2 separate regions of the Mus musculus genome follow, and region 2 is linked to region 1. A link is a contact called in public promoter capture Hi-C data. All regions are on one chromosome and are shown on one strand. The core of a region is the stretch at or near the end of the contact, and the rest is flanking DNA. Distances in the headings are between cores, read along the strand shown.

Evidence for each region. Promoter capture Hi-C pulls out the DNA fragments that hold promoters and counts their contacts.
Region 2: a promoter capture Hi-C map of macrophages shows a contact between it and region 1, with 5 read pairs. The contact joins the enhancer-like site here to the promoter of Fbxw7 in region 1. A contact is called at or near these places in 3 of 39 promoter capture datasets (embryonic stem cells, macrophages and neutrophils), 1 of 484 Hi-C or Micro-C datasets (CD4 T cells), 4 of 115 datasets of contacts at active chromatin or transcription factors (bone marrow-derived macrophages, embryonic stem cells, microglia and 1 more) and 3 of 9 other capture datasets (adipose tissue, liver and macrophages).

What each region holds. Positions count from the first base shown.
Region 1 is chr3:84,812,707-84,819,015 of GRCm38.p6, forward strand. Fbxw7 (F-box and WD-40 domain protein 7) reads left to right here and starts at 2,871. Exons shown (of 14, transcript NM_001177773.1): 1 at 2,871-3,063. It overlaps Gm35486 (predicted gene, 35486), which reads right to left and starts at 1,727. Exons shown (of 1, transcript NR_165832.1): 1 at 1-1,727.
Region 2 is chr3:84,567,223-84,573,531 of GRCm38.p6, forward strand. All of the region lies in intron 1 of Arfip1 (ADP-ribosylation factor interacting protein 1), which reads right to left. Among named protein-coding and RNA genes, the nearest start is that of Gm35410, 12 kb to the right of the region's middle. Within about 2 kb of position 2,504, at least 29 of the 459 cell types and tissues checked have an H3K27ac peak or open chromatin away from gene starts, as enhancers often do. A contact at or near this core is called in bone marrow-derived macrophages, macrophages and microglia, where this site is marked.

The DNA.
Region 1 (6,309 bases), core at 1,621-4,120:
ACAGCTCTGACTCTGAGGTGCTCAGCTTCCCAAACCCCTATACACCTGTATTTTATTTCTTTACTTCCTACTGTAAGGAAGAGAGTTCAACAAAAGGATTAGGTTGGAGCCATGCTGGCCTACTGTTTATTAATTGATCTGATTCCCTGTGAATCTTATTGAATACAGCCTGTGAATGGATCTTGTCTGTAGACAGTCAAACCCAGGGTACTTAGGGCAAGTTATATGACTCCTGGGATTTCAGAAGGACCTGGTGCAACTTGTCTCTCCTTGCTTTTGTGGCATCCTCCTCTTCCCTTCACTCACTCTTGTTTTTGTAGCCTTTGAACAAAAATGAACCCTTGATTTATCAACATAGGCATTTTCTTGATCTACTTTGCACGAAGTGGTAGCAGCCGTGGCATAAACCTGGGCTTGCTTCTTAAATGCGGACAGAGCATGTTTGGTCCAATCTCCCAAGAAGGGTGGAGAGACCCGAAGCACTTATGATAGCCATCGCTGTAGCTTCCAGAGGGACGGGGTCCAGCCACACAACTGTTTCCCTTCATCTTTGCTGCTGCTTTAATCTCACTGTCACACCACTAAGGAGGGCAAGTAAGTTCGTAACAGATTTCTGAGCGCTGTAGTTCTTTTATCTCGAAAATTCTTTTATTAGAGAACCACAGCTTACATTTCATGAGTTTTTCCTTAAACATTTCCTAGCCCAGAATCTGTAGGACAAACGGCCCAATAGATTTATTAATAACATACTCCCCACAACACACACACACACACACACACACACACACACACACACACACGAGAGAGAGAGAGAGAGAGAGAGAGAGAGAGAGAGAGAGCGCGCGAGAGCGCTTTGAAGAAAGACCTGAGAGGCGCCAAACTCTTTTGAAGATGGTTAAGGGGCACTCTGTTGACAAAATCTAAAAAGCTCCAAAAAATCCAAACAAGCAAGAATTACTTTTAAAAGGGGGCTCGACTACATTCGCCCCTTGAAAACATAGAAATCCCCTAAATAATATCCTAGATGTTGATTCTCTTTCAGCCCTGTTCCCCAGTCCTGCCAATTCGCCTCCTTTCCCACAAAACTCTGAAGTTGCGACTCTGAAGAAACGGCATCCTTTTTCTTTCGTGGCAGGGGGCGGGTGGGGGTGAGGAGGGAGATGTAGTACAACTTGTTTCTACGCTTCAACTTACAAAACGCGTGCGCTTCCACTATCACCTCTGAGTCCCGCTATTGCTGTGCTAGAGGCATTAATTCATTCATTCACTCATCAAACCTTCGTAGTGCACTACTACACACAATGCGGCGCAAGGTTTCACCCCACGCCAAGGGAAGGGTGGGACGTTCGCTCCCGGGAGCAGGTGCAGCCACTGGCTGTAGGTTAACTTTTCCAGCCGTCTCTCGGTTCCAGGATCTGCTCCGGGCCAAAAGCCTCACCTTCGGGTGTTGCGCGCCCTAGCCCGATCCCGGGCCTCCTCATTCCCAGAGGAGCAGTCCGCACCTGCCCCGGAGGGAACGGCGACAGAGCTCCCTCTCCGCGCCGCCCTAGGGTCAGGGGTAAGATCAGGCGGTAGCTTAGGCTCGCCTGGGCTCCTCCCCTTCCTCTCTTCAGTTCTGACGCGGCCGTAGAGGCGGCGGCGGCAGCGGCGGCGGTAGCAGCAGCAGCAGCAGCAGCAGCAGCAGTCCCGCGGCCCGAGGCGCACCCACCCGCTCGCAGATCGCGACTTCCTCTTCCCTTGGTGCGTCATCAGAACGCGCCGCAGCCTCCCAGGGCGGGGTGGCTGGAGATGGGGAGAAGAGGCCCGGAGAGGAAGGCGCAGAGAGGAAGGGGAAGGGAGGGGGAGGAGAGCGGTTGCTAGGCGACTTACGTCATCGCTGGGCGCCACTCTCCTCCCGCCCCTCTGTGGAGTGAGGCGAGAGCCCCGCACAGAGCGAGAGAGAGACAGAAGCTGAGCTTCGGGCGCTGCCGCCGCCGCCGGGGAGAGCGTGAGAGCGAGTGAGTGAGCGAGCATCCGAGAGACCCGGCATCCGTGCACTGGCCGCCGCCAAGACCTTTGCCGCAGCCCGGGCCATCGGGAGCCGCGGCCGCCGTCGGCTCCCCCCCTTACATTCCCGGCCGGCAGCGGCTGCTGCACACGCCGAAGCCGGAGCCCCAGCCGGAGCCGGAGCCGGAGCCCGAGCCCGAGCCCGAGCCGGAGCCCGCGGCCGGGGGGCAGGGAGGCGGCTGCCGCGGGTCGGGACTCGTAGCTGCTCAGCCGGGAGAGGACGCCCGCGAGGGGCTGGGCTTTCTGCCTCGTCCCGGACTGTGGGACGAAGGACCCCCCGAGGTGTAGGGAGGGGGTCCCGGCCGCCGCGACACATGCGGGAGCCGGGAGCGGGGGCGGCGCCGATCCGAGCCCGCCGGGTCCCCAGCCTTGCCGCTGTCCACACCAGCCGCCCGGGGCCGTAGCATCCCATAGCGGAGTGTATGAACCCCGGCCCCCAGCCCAGGAGCCACCTCCGGGCCGGGGGGGCGGGGACCCCGATGTGAAACGGCCGCGGCGGCGTGGTGAGCGGCCCCGGCGCCGCTGTCCTCTCCTTCCCCTCCCCTCCCCTCCACCCCCTCTGGGGGGGCTTCTCTTTGGGCCTGCCGCCGCACCCCGGCTCCTCGGCGGGACTCCAGGAGTTCTCGGCGCCCCCTCCCCGCCCCAGCCCCCCAGGGCGGTGGGGCCGGGGGGGAACCTGGGGGGCCGGCTGCAGCCTCCGCCCAGAGGAAACTTTACCCAAACAAAATCTTCGAGCTTTCTGATCGTGACTGTCCCGGGACAAGTGGCCCAGGACGGGCTGAAGCCACCACAGTCTGCAGGGACCCAGGAAGAGAAAAAGCGGTGAGCGAGCGGGGCCGCCACCGCCGCCTCTATCCCAGCAGCGCGGAAGAGACCCGGGTAGCTGCTTGGTGGAGCGACGCTAGCACCGCTTCTTCCTCAGTTCCGCGCCTAGCCAGCCTTCCGCAGCTGCCCGCCTCAGCCCGAAGGAGGAAGGGAGCCAGCCACATTGTCAGCGCCACCGCTCGACTCTGAAGCGTGAGTGGACCCGGGGGAGGGGGACATTATAAGGTGACAAGTGGGAGCGGGTGGGTGCTTTGATGCTGGAGTTCGGCTGTTCCTCGGGAGGGTTGGCAGTGGAAACCTTTCCTTTCTACCAATAGGAGAAAGTGTCAGTTTGCAGGAGTAATGCAAGTACTCGGAGTTTTTTCTTAGAGCAGCTGTGTCTCCAGAGTGGACACTTGCACCTTTTTGGACACTAAACTGAGAAAGCCTATGGCCAGCTCTGTCCCATGCCTTTTCCTGGCAACCTTATTCTGGCAGTGGTTTTTGTTTCAGGGAAACTCCCATGGATTCCCACGTGGGAATCACTTGAATCAACCCTTAATTTTTTTTTTTCCTTTCCTAACTATTGTTTTTGAAGTTGCCTTGGATGGGAAGACCAGATTTCATTTTAGTGCATAGGGGAGTTTGGTGCCCCCAACGCTTTATTTCCCAGGTCTACAGAGTCCGATGTGTAGGGTGCTTGCATGTTTCAGTTGGCTCAGGAAAATCCGAGTTCCTAAGATGCACAACCCACTGAAACTTATTTCAGGGAGAGCACTTAATAAATTACCATTTCGTAAAAGTTGCTGCAGCGCTCTCTCTCTCTCTCTCTCTCTCTCTCTCTCTCTCTCTGTGTTGAGGGAGAGAGGGAGTAATATGTTTTAAGTGGTAGCACATTTTTACTAGGTTTCTACTAGGGACTGGAAGGGCATGCATGCAGCTGTTTTTATTTGGCTCTACTTGTCGACCTTGAGACTTTATACTCTTTTAGGAAAACATTTAGCACTCTGAGTGTTAAATTAGAGGTATAGAAAAGTAATGCTCACATATGTAGGTTAAGCTGACCATCCTAAGGCTTAACGTACTGTAGGATTTCATGTAGCAAGGAACATAGGTAGTAGTTTAAGACTGGAATTCTGGTCTATCCAGACAGCTAAATGTGGGCAGAATAAAGATGCTCTGTAGAAATGACTAGAAACTTGGGAGTATCAATTTATCTACCCATCCATCCATCTTAATTTCTCCATTGAGGGTCATGATTAAATTTGTTTGAAAGTTTTTCACATTTCATGTTTGGGACCTGTTCTCCCCTCCTCTTTTTAAATAATGAACCTCCAAGTTTATCATTCTGCATTATATAGCAATGTATTTCTCTTTGACCAGCCTTCTCAATCTTTCAGGATACAGTTTGTTTGAGGAATGCTAAAACACTGTGAATTTACCTTACCTTGCTTTTATAGATTTTGTTTAATCTCTACTATCATCTGTCCCAACTTTTCTTTTCTTCAAGACTGTTTTTCTATGTTACCTTGGCTGTCCTGGAACTATCTCTGTATATCAGGCTGGCCTAGTGTTCACAGATATGCACCTGCCTCTGCCTCCTGAGTGCTGACTGGGATTAAAAGGTATGTGCCCTGACTGCCAGCCACGTCACAGCTTTTTTGAGTAGCTCCCTCCCCCAACCCTCATTTCTTTGGATAACTTTGCCCTCTTTTTGGATCTCCTAGCCTTTTTTTTTTTTTTTTTTTTTTGTTAGATACTTTGTTCTTCATATGATTTCATGAGACACTTTAAATTTTGCTTAAGTGGGAATTAGTATGAAAATATTGAATGGTAAATTTAACTTTAGATTTAGAATAAAACGTGTTTTTGGATCTGCTAACCTTACTTTGCTACCCTGATAAAGTCATATATTCCAGTTTTGAAAAAGATGATATTTGAGAAACTTAGACTTTAATAGTTTGCTTCTTGGAAAGGAGGAGAGTGGTACTTTGAGTTTGTACTGCATCTAATCAGAGGACCTGCTTTGTGTGTAAATTGGTTTTAAATTATGGAAGTACTTTACTGAATGTAGTAATAACAAGACATTTGCTATTTTCAGTCTTTTGAGGGTGACAGAGACAACCAACTACAAATTGCACAAAACTTTAGGAAAGGTTGAACTGGTGGGAAGGCTCTGTGGGTAAAGCTGCTTGTTGCAAGTCTAAGGACGTGGAGTCTGTCTAATGCCCAGAACCACAGGTGGACAGAGAAACTAACCATACAGAGTTGTTCTCTGACCTGTGTCGTATGTGTGGACATGTGGTGGTAGTACAGTTGTAGTAGTAGTAGCAGTAGTAGTAGCAGTAGTAGTAGCAGTAGTAGTAGTAGTAGTAGTAGTAGTAGTAGTAGTAGTGTAGTAGCAGTAAAAAGAAATACATTTCTTAAAAATGTAGGAAAGGGGACATATATTACCATTATTACTCATAAGATCACTCTGTGTCAGGGAATGCAGTTGCACATTTTTATTAGGGAAATACTGATTTTGGATGACCCAGGAATAATTGGAGTGTCTGAGCCAAATCTTGGAAAGGCTCTTTCAGGAAGAAAAGAACATACACAAACAAAATGTTAAGGGCTTAGCGTCAGAATAAGTAAAAGATGAGATCTAATTAGGAAGTTAGCTTGGTAGGAATGCCTACTGAGGGAGGGAAGTTCCTGACTAGAGTTAAGGTCAGTTTGTGCTTGTATAAGAGAATTTGAAAACAGTGTTCCAAAGAAGGTAGTTTCAGGATATTGGGAGAAATTATATTTTAGGACAGACATTATACTGGCTTTAGGATTTTGTTTCATTAGGAGACTAACATTTTTATATTATGGTCATCTAGGGGGCAGCACAGAAGGAGACACGAAAAAGGAAATGTTTTGAATGTTTTTTAGCATGATGCTAGTTTCTTATGAGTAAATCAGAAACAGGGTAGCAGGCTTTGCTTTGGATGTTGAATTTGGGGTTAAGAGCTAGGTATCTGTACAGTTCATGTGTTAGCTCATTGTTTTTCTTTTCCTCCCTCTCTCTTTAAAACTTTTTCCACTTTCTTTCTCTTCTTTTGTCTCTGTCTCTTGTGCCAGGCTGACCTTGAACTTGTTGTGTACCTTTTAACTTGTAACCACCCTGCTTGGACTTCCTGAATGCTAAATGTACTAGTGTGTGCTGCCATTTCTTGTTTTGTAGTGCTGGGGATGGAACCTAGGCCTTTGTGCATGCTAGGCGGGTACTTTACCAACTGAGCTACATCCTTAGGACCTACCCCGTGCAGCTTTCAAGACTGCAAAATAGTTTGAGTAATATGCTGACAGTGTAGGTAGATGGGAGTCATTTTTAAGCCTTTATATTTCTGAGATTACTGATACGAAATTAAGAGCTGAAAAATGAATTTAAAATTTTGGGACCTGAAGCAGATTTGTGTTGGTATAAGCACA
Region 2 (6,309 bases), core at 1,254-3,753, 250 kb before region 1:
TAAACACTCATTCAAAATTAAATACTCAAAGAAATAGAAATATAACTGAAAGCATCTTAGTACAAGCATGTGTTGTATCTTATTTAATAAAGAAATAACAGGCATTTCCACTAAGATTGAGAATAAGGCAAAAATTTCAGCCATCTCCACTATTATTCAACATTATACTAGAAGTCTTGACCATTCCAAACAGTTAAGAGAAATTAGAGTAATAATAAAGAACTTTATCTCTATTTGCAAACAATAGGCAGTATATGTCCCCCTAAAAAAATCGATGATAAAAGGAATTCAAAACAAAATCAGCCTGAATATGTAACAACAATCAGTAGGCCAAATGACAGAAAAAAAATCCCATTTGTAATAACAAGACTAAATAGTAATAAAATAAGCAATGTGTAAATGCACACTGTAGCATTCTTTACGACCATAAAACACTGGAAATCATCTATGTCTATACATACAAAAGTGACTAAACTACATCTAAACCAGGCAAGTTCAACTTTTGACACTGTGAAGTGTTGCCATTCACAAGCTTCATGCTCAAGAACCTTATAGCTAAGTTTAGAAAAAAAGTGTCATGATGTCCTAAGTTTACAGTTTTGTGCTGAGCCACATTTATAGCTACCCGTGGCCCATGTAGCTCACAAGCCATAGGTTGGACATGTCTGAAACCTTGAAACTGCTCACTGAAAAAAAAGTCTGACAAGCTCATTTTGCTACCTCTATCTAAGAAGGAACATAAGAAACTGGGCAGGAAGCATAACTCGGAAACAAGGTAGATGGTTCCTCTACAGGGGCAGTGAGAAAATGGTGGCATGAGGAGTTGGGAGGATGGTGAGGTACTGACACCTCTAGCTACAGTTTTAAAACTAACTCTGACTCTTAGAGTCATAATAATGCTCACATACCCTTGAAAATAATTTTAATGAAAACTATAACTAACAGGGTGAGTAGAAACTGAAAAACAGAAATACTAAGAAGTCAATCTGTGTAGTAGACAGATAACTAAGCAAGCAGAGAAGAAAAGAAAATCAAATGGAGTGGACAGATGGTCACGAAGCAAATGTGTACCCCACACGTGGGAGAAGCAGGAGGGGCAGCACTTCAAGATCAGACTCAGCTGTGCACAGCAGGAGGCTACCTAAAGGTTAAATGAAAATCTGTGTAAAAGGAAAAAAGGAATACAAGAAAATATAGATATTGGGAACTTCATTTCAAACTGTCACAGGGAAGTTATAAGAGAGGAAAATGCTAACACAAACCCTGTGAGGTTGACCTGGAATCAAACTTTTAATATGTCTGCATATACGGGCGTTAGGTTCTCTCTGTACTGAGGAGTCTAGAAAGACTAAGTATACTTGCGCCCTAAGTCTTGGTCTCTAAACAGCATTCTCCAATGAAAAGAATAAAGATTCGGGGACAAACATTTCACTCTAAGGATGAGTCAAGAAAAACAGAAGAGACTACAATATCATCTAGTCAGAAAAATAAGGAAAATTTCCAAAAAGAATGGGAACACATCCAAAGAAAACAGGTGTGAGCTGAAGGAGCCACTAGTTGCTAAAGTTGGCTTAAATTGAGTAACAGCAACAAAACAGCATTTAAGGAAACAGACTAACAGGAGCCAGCCCTTAACAACATTCGCAAATAAATAAGTAAATGGGGAAAAGACCCTCGGAACTGAAAATACGAACGGAAGCAGATGGTGAGATGGCACAATGGGTTTAAAGCCTTGCTGTGCAAACCTGAGGTCCAACCCCAGCACCCACATAAAAAGCTGGGCATGGTCATGTTGCGTTGGGGAGGCAAGGATTGCTGAAGCGTCCTGGCCTCCAGGCCAGCTTCAAGCTCAATAAGTAGGAATCAGTCGCAAAGGGATGAAGTGGAGAGTGGGTGAGCAGAGCTCTGAAAGCCTCCTCTGGGGGTTCTGAGAATGCACAGCAAGCTGGCACCCAACTGTGCTCATACACCATCCATCCAATGATACAACTGGCGGGCGGAGGCACCAGTTCCTCAAGTCTGAGGCCAGTTTTGGCTACATCTTGAGTTTCTGGGATACACAGTGAGACTTTTATCTTCAAAGGGGGTCGCAGATTGAGAAAGAGAACGGGAAACAGGATCATCAGGTTAACACCACAAACATTGCAGACCACACCCACTTGATAGATGCTAAAATTAGAAGGCCAATTTTTGAGAAAAAATGGATCAAGGTTGGTTTTCCAGATTTTCCCACAATATACTTACCAACTAAAAGAAAAAAAAAAAAACAGTAACTTCAGAGTGGAAAAATTCAGCATTCAAACTCAAAGAGACCAAGGAACTATGACAAATGAGATATATTGTTTTCGTGGTATTCTTGCTAAAAATGTGTGGGCCTGAACTAATCATGAAAGCAAAATAAACACAAATGAAGAGACCGTCTGGGGTGACGTGACTATGAAGAGCCTCCAGAGGCTCATAGATTTGAATGTCTAGTCATCAGGGAGCTGCACTATTGGAGAAGACTTGGGAGGTGTGGCCTTGTTGGAGGAAGTGTTTCACTGGGTTTGGGTTTCAAAGGCCCATGCCAGACCCAGTATGCATGCACACACATGAGCATGTGTGCGCCTGAGCATGTTCTCTCCCCCCACAGAACTCCGAGCTACCTCTCCAGCACCCTATCCACCTGAGTGCTGCCATGCCCCCCGCCCCCGTGATGATAATGACCTCCCTGTGAAGCTGAAGCAAGGCCACAATTAATGCTTTCTTTTATTTATAGATGGATGAATAGATGCCTTTGTCACAGTGTCTCTTCATAGCAATAGAACAGTCACTAAGGCACAGTCTATAAACTATCTGATTATACTTGTCAAAAAGTATAATTTTCATGACAAACAAAGGAAATTTACAGAGTAGAAAAGACTATGGAAGCTGGACATAGTGGCACACACCATTAATCACAGCATTCGGGAGGCAGAGGTAGGGACATCTCAGTGAGTTTGAGACCAGCCTGATCTACTAAGTGAGTTTCAGGACAGTTAGAGCTATATATTGAGACCCTACCTCAAAAAGGAAAGGAAAGGGGAAAGGGGAAAGGGGAAAGGAAGAGGAGAAAAGTATGGAACCGGAACTAAATTCAGTGCAGGTTCCTTCCTAGACAGGATCCTATAATTGAAAAATAGTAGTTAAAAATTTAGGCTAATTTCAACAAGGGTAGCTTATCAATAATGTTATACTAATGTTGATTATTTGCTCTTGATAATTACAGTTATGTAAGACATTAGCAATAAGGGGAACAGGGTGAGCAATATAAGAAATTCATTTTACAACTGTTAAAGAACCTAAAATTAGAACAAGGGCTTTAAATAATAAGCATTTCTAAGCAGAAGTGGAGAAGTTGCCTTGAGCTAGAAGGGGAAATTTCTTCCGCTGAGATCGGACTGGAAAGAAAAGGCCTACAGATGGAAAGTGAAAGACAGCTCAGGCCCTCATTTCTCTTATCTTCTCTCTGGTGAGAAGGGAGTAACTGTCTCCAAGATCAAACAGTAGCAATTAGGAAACTATGAGACAACTAAATAAATGATCAAGGCAGACAGAGGCTACAACATATCTGAGAATTGCAGAGATATTAAATCCATGCAATTTTACCTGTCCCATTCTATTCCATGCTTATTTTTTAAAGTTATGTTTATCCGTAACTTAGATGACTAATACACATATGTGGGCATGAGACCTAAAAAGCCATGTTCGTGGGGATGGAGAGATGGCTCAGCTGTTAAGAGCACACACTGCTCTTGTAGAGGACCTAAGTTTGGTTTCCAGCACCCATTTCAGGTCGCTCACAACCACCTGTAACCCTGTTCCAGAGGAACTTAGCACCTCTGACCTCTGTAGACTCAGACCCAGACACACACACACACACACACACACAAGCACACACATGCACACACTTTAAAAAAAAATAATAAAGTTAATGAGACAGGCATAGTGGTGCAGGCCTTTAATACCAGGAATCAATAGGCAGAATTAGGCAGATCGCTGAGTTCAAGGCAAGCCTGGTCTCCATAGCAAGTTCTAGGAAAGCGAGGGCAAAACAGAGAAACTTATCTTGCAAAACAAAAAAAGTTAGGGACTTGTAATTTGTGCTGTGTGTGTGTCTGTGTCTGCAGACATATACATATATACATACACATGACAGGCAGGATGATTATTTAAGCCTCAAACCTTACCAGTTTAAGGCTAATGAGTGCCTGTCTGTCTGTCTCTCCCTCTCCCTCCCCCCCGCCCCCACACTAAGCCATCCATTTTCTGCTAGAGGCATATCTCAAGTGGTAGTCTGTAGTGCTCTGAATTAGCAAGGCCATGAAGTAAAGCCTACCCACTCTCACAAAAAAAGATACACCTTTTCTGAACTTTATAGAAGGGTAACTCTTTTTTCTTTTCTTTCTTTTTGTTTTTTCCTGATAAGTTTTTCTCTGTGTAGCCCTGGCTGTCCCCGAACTCACTCTGTAGACCAGGCTGGCCTCAATCTGAGAGATCTGCCTGCCTCTGCCTTCTGAGTGCTAGAATTAAGGCATGCCATTGCCTGGCTAAATTTAGCCATTTTTTAATACTGTCTTTCAAACAGAGTAACAAATTACTACTACAAATTACCAATAATTTTCAGGCCCTCATAGGCCAGTTATATCATAGGCCAAATATCTTACATTATATCTCAGGCTTATTCTCTATAACCAGGTAGAGGTATTCATTAGTTAATAAACTACTAATTACCAGTAATATATATAAATAAATGAGTGCCTGAGCTGTCTTTCACTTTCCATCTGTAGGCCTTTTCCTTCCAGTCCCATCTCAGGGGAAAAAATTTTCCCTTCTAGCTCAAGGCAACTTCTCCACTTCTGCTTAGAAATGCTTATTATTTAAAGCCCTTGTTCTAATTTTAGGTTCTTTAACAGTTGCAAAATGAATATATATATATTCATTTTGTGTGTGTGTGTGTGTGTATATATATATATATACACACACACACATATACACATATATTTCAAGTTTATAAGTCAATTACAATGACTTGAGATTCATTAGCTTTTACTAAATAAAAATCACTTGATTTCTACAAACTGAAGAAAGTAACATATTCAGAGGAAAGTCAAATAAAAATTTTAATGTGGGAGAATTTAATAAGGGGAATTCTGTGTCCTACAAAATTTAAATGCAGTCAGGGTCTTTTTAGAACTCAGGGAAAATAGAGCAACATGTAGTAGATTTGCCTGGTTCTCCCAAAATAAGAATCAAAAGACTCCGGACAACATTGAAAAAAAACAAAATCCCAGTAGTCATAGTCTCTATGAACCACTGAGTCTAAAGATTCCAAAGCTTAATATTAAACATCTATGAGATGAGAGCTACTGAACAGATATCAGAGTTTTTCAAACTAACATGCCATATACTACAGGAGCTCTGAAGGTAAGCTGAAGAAAAGCAGACATTGCAAGGAAGACATAAACAAGACATACATGGTAATATCATATTGAATATAAATGTAAATTCTTCTTTTAGTGAAGAAAGTATATTATGGAATCTAACGCAAAATTCATATGAATAATACACATAAGACTTGAATACATACAAAGAACTCAAGAAGTTAGACTCCAGAAAATCAAATAACCCTATTAAAAATTGGGGAACAGAGCTAAACAGAGAAGTCTCAACTGAGGAAACTCGAATGGCCAATAAGTACCTAAAGAAATGTTCAACATCCTTAGTCATCAGGGAAATGCAAATCAAAACAACACTGATATTCCACCTCACACCAGTCAGAATGGCTAAGATCAAAAATTCAGGTGACAGCAGATGCTGGCGAGGATGTGGAGAAAAAGGAACACTCCTCCATTGTTGGTGGGATTGCAAGCTTGTACAACCACTCTGGAAATCAGTTCCTCAGAAAATTGGACATAGTACTACCTGAGGACACAGCTATACCACTCCTGGGAATATACCCAGAAGATGCTCCAACATATAACAAGGACACAGGCTCCACTATGTTCATAGCAACCGTATTTATAATAGCCAGAAGGTGGAAACAATCCAGATGTCCCTCAACAGAGGAATGGATACAGAAAATGTGGTACATTTACAAATGGAATACTACTCAGCTATTAGAAAATAATGACTTCATGAAATTTGCAGGCAAATGGATGGAATTTGAAAATATCATTCTGAGTGAGGTAACTCAGTCACAAAAGAACACACATGGTATGCACGCACTGATAAGTAGATATTAGCCCAAAAGTTCGGAATACCCAAGATTCAATTCACAGACCATATGAA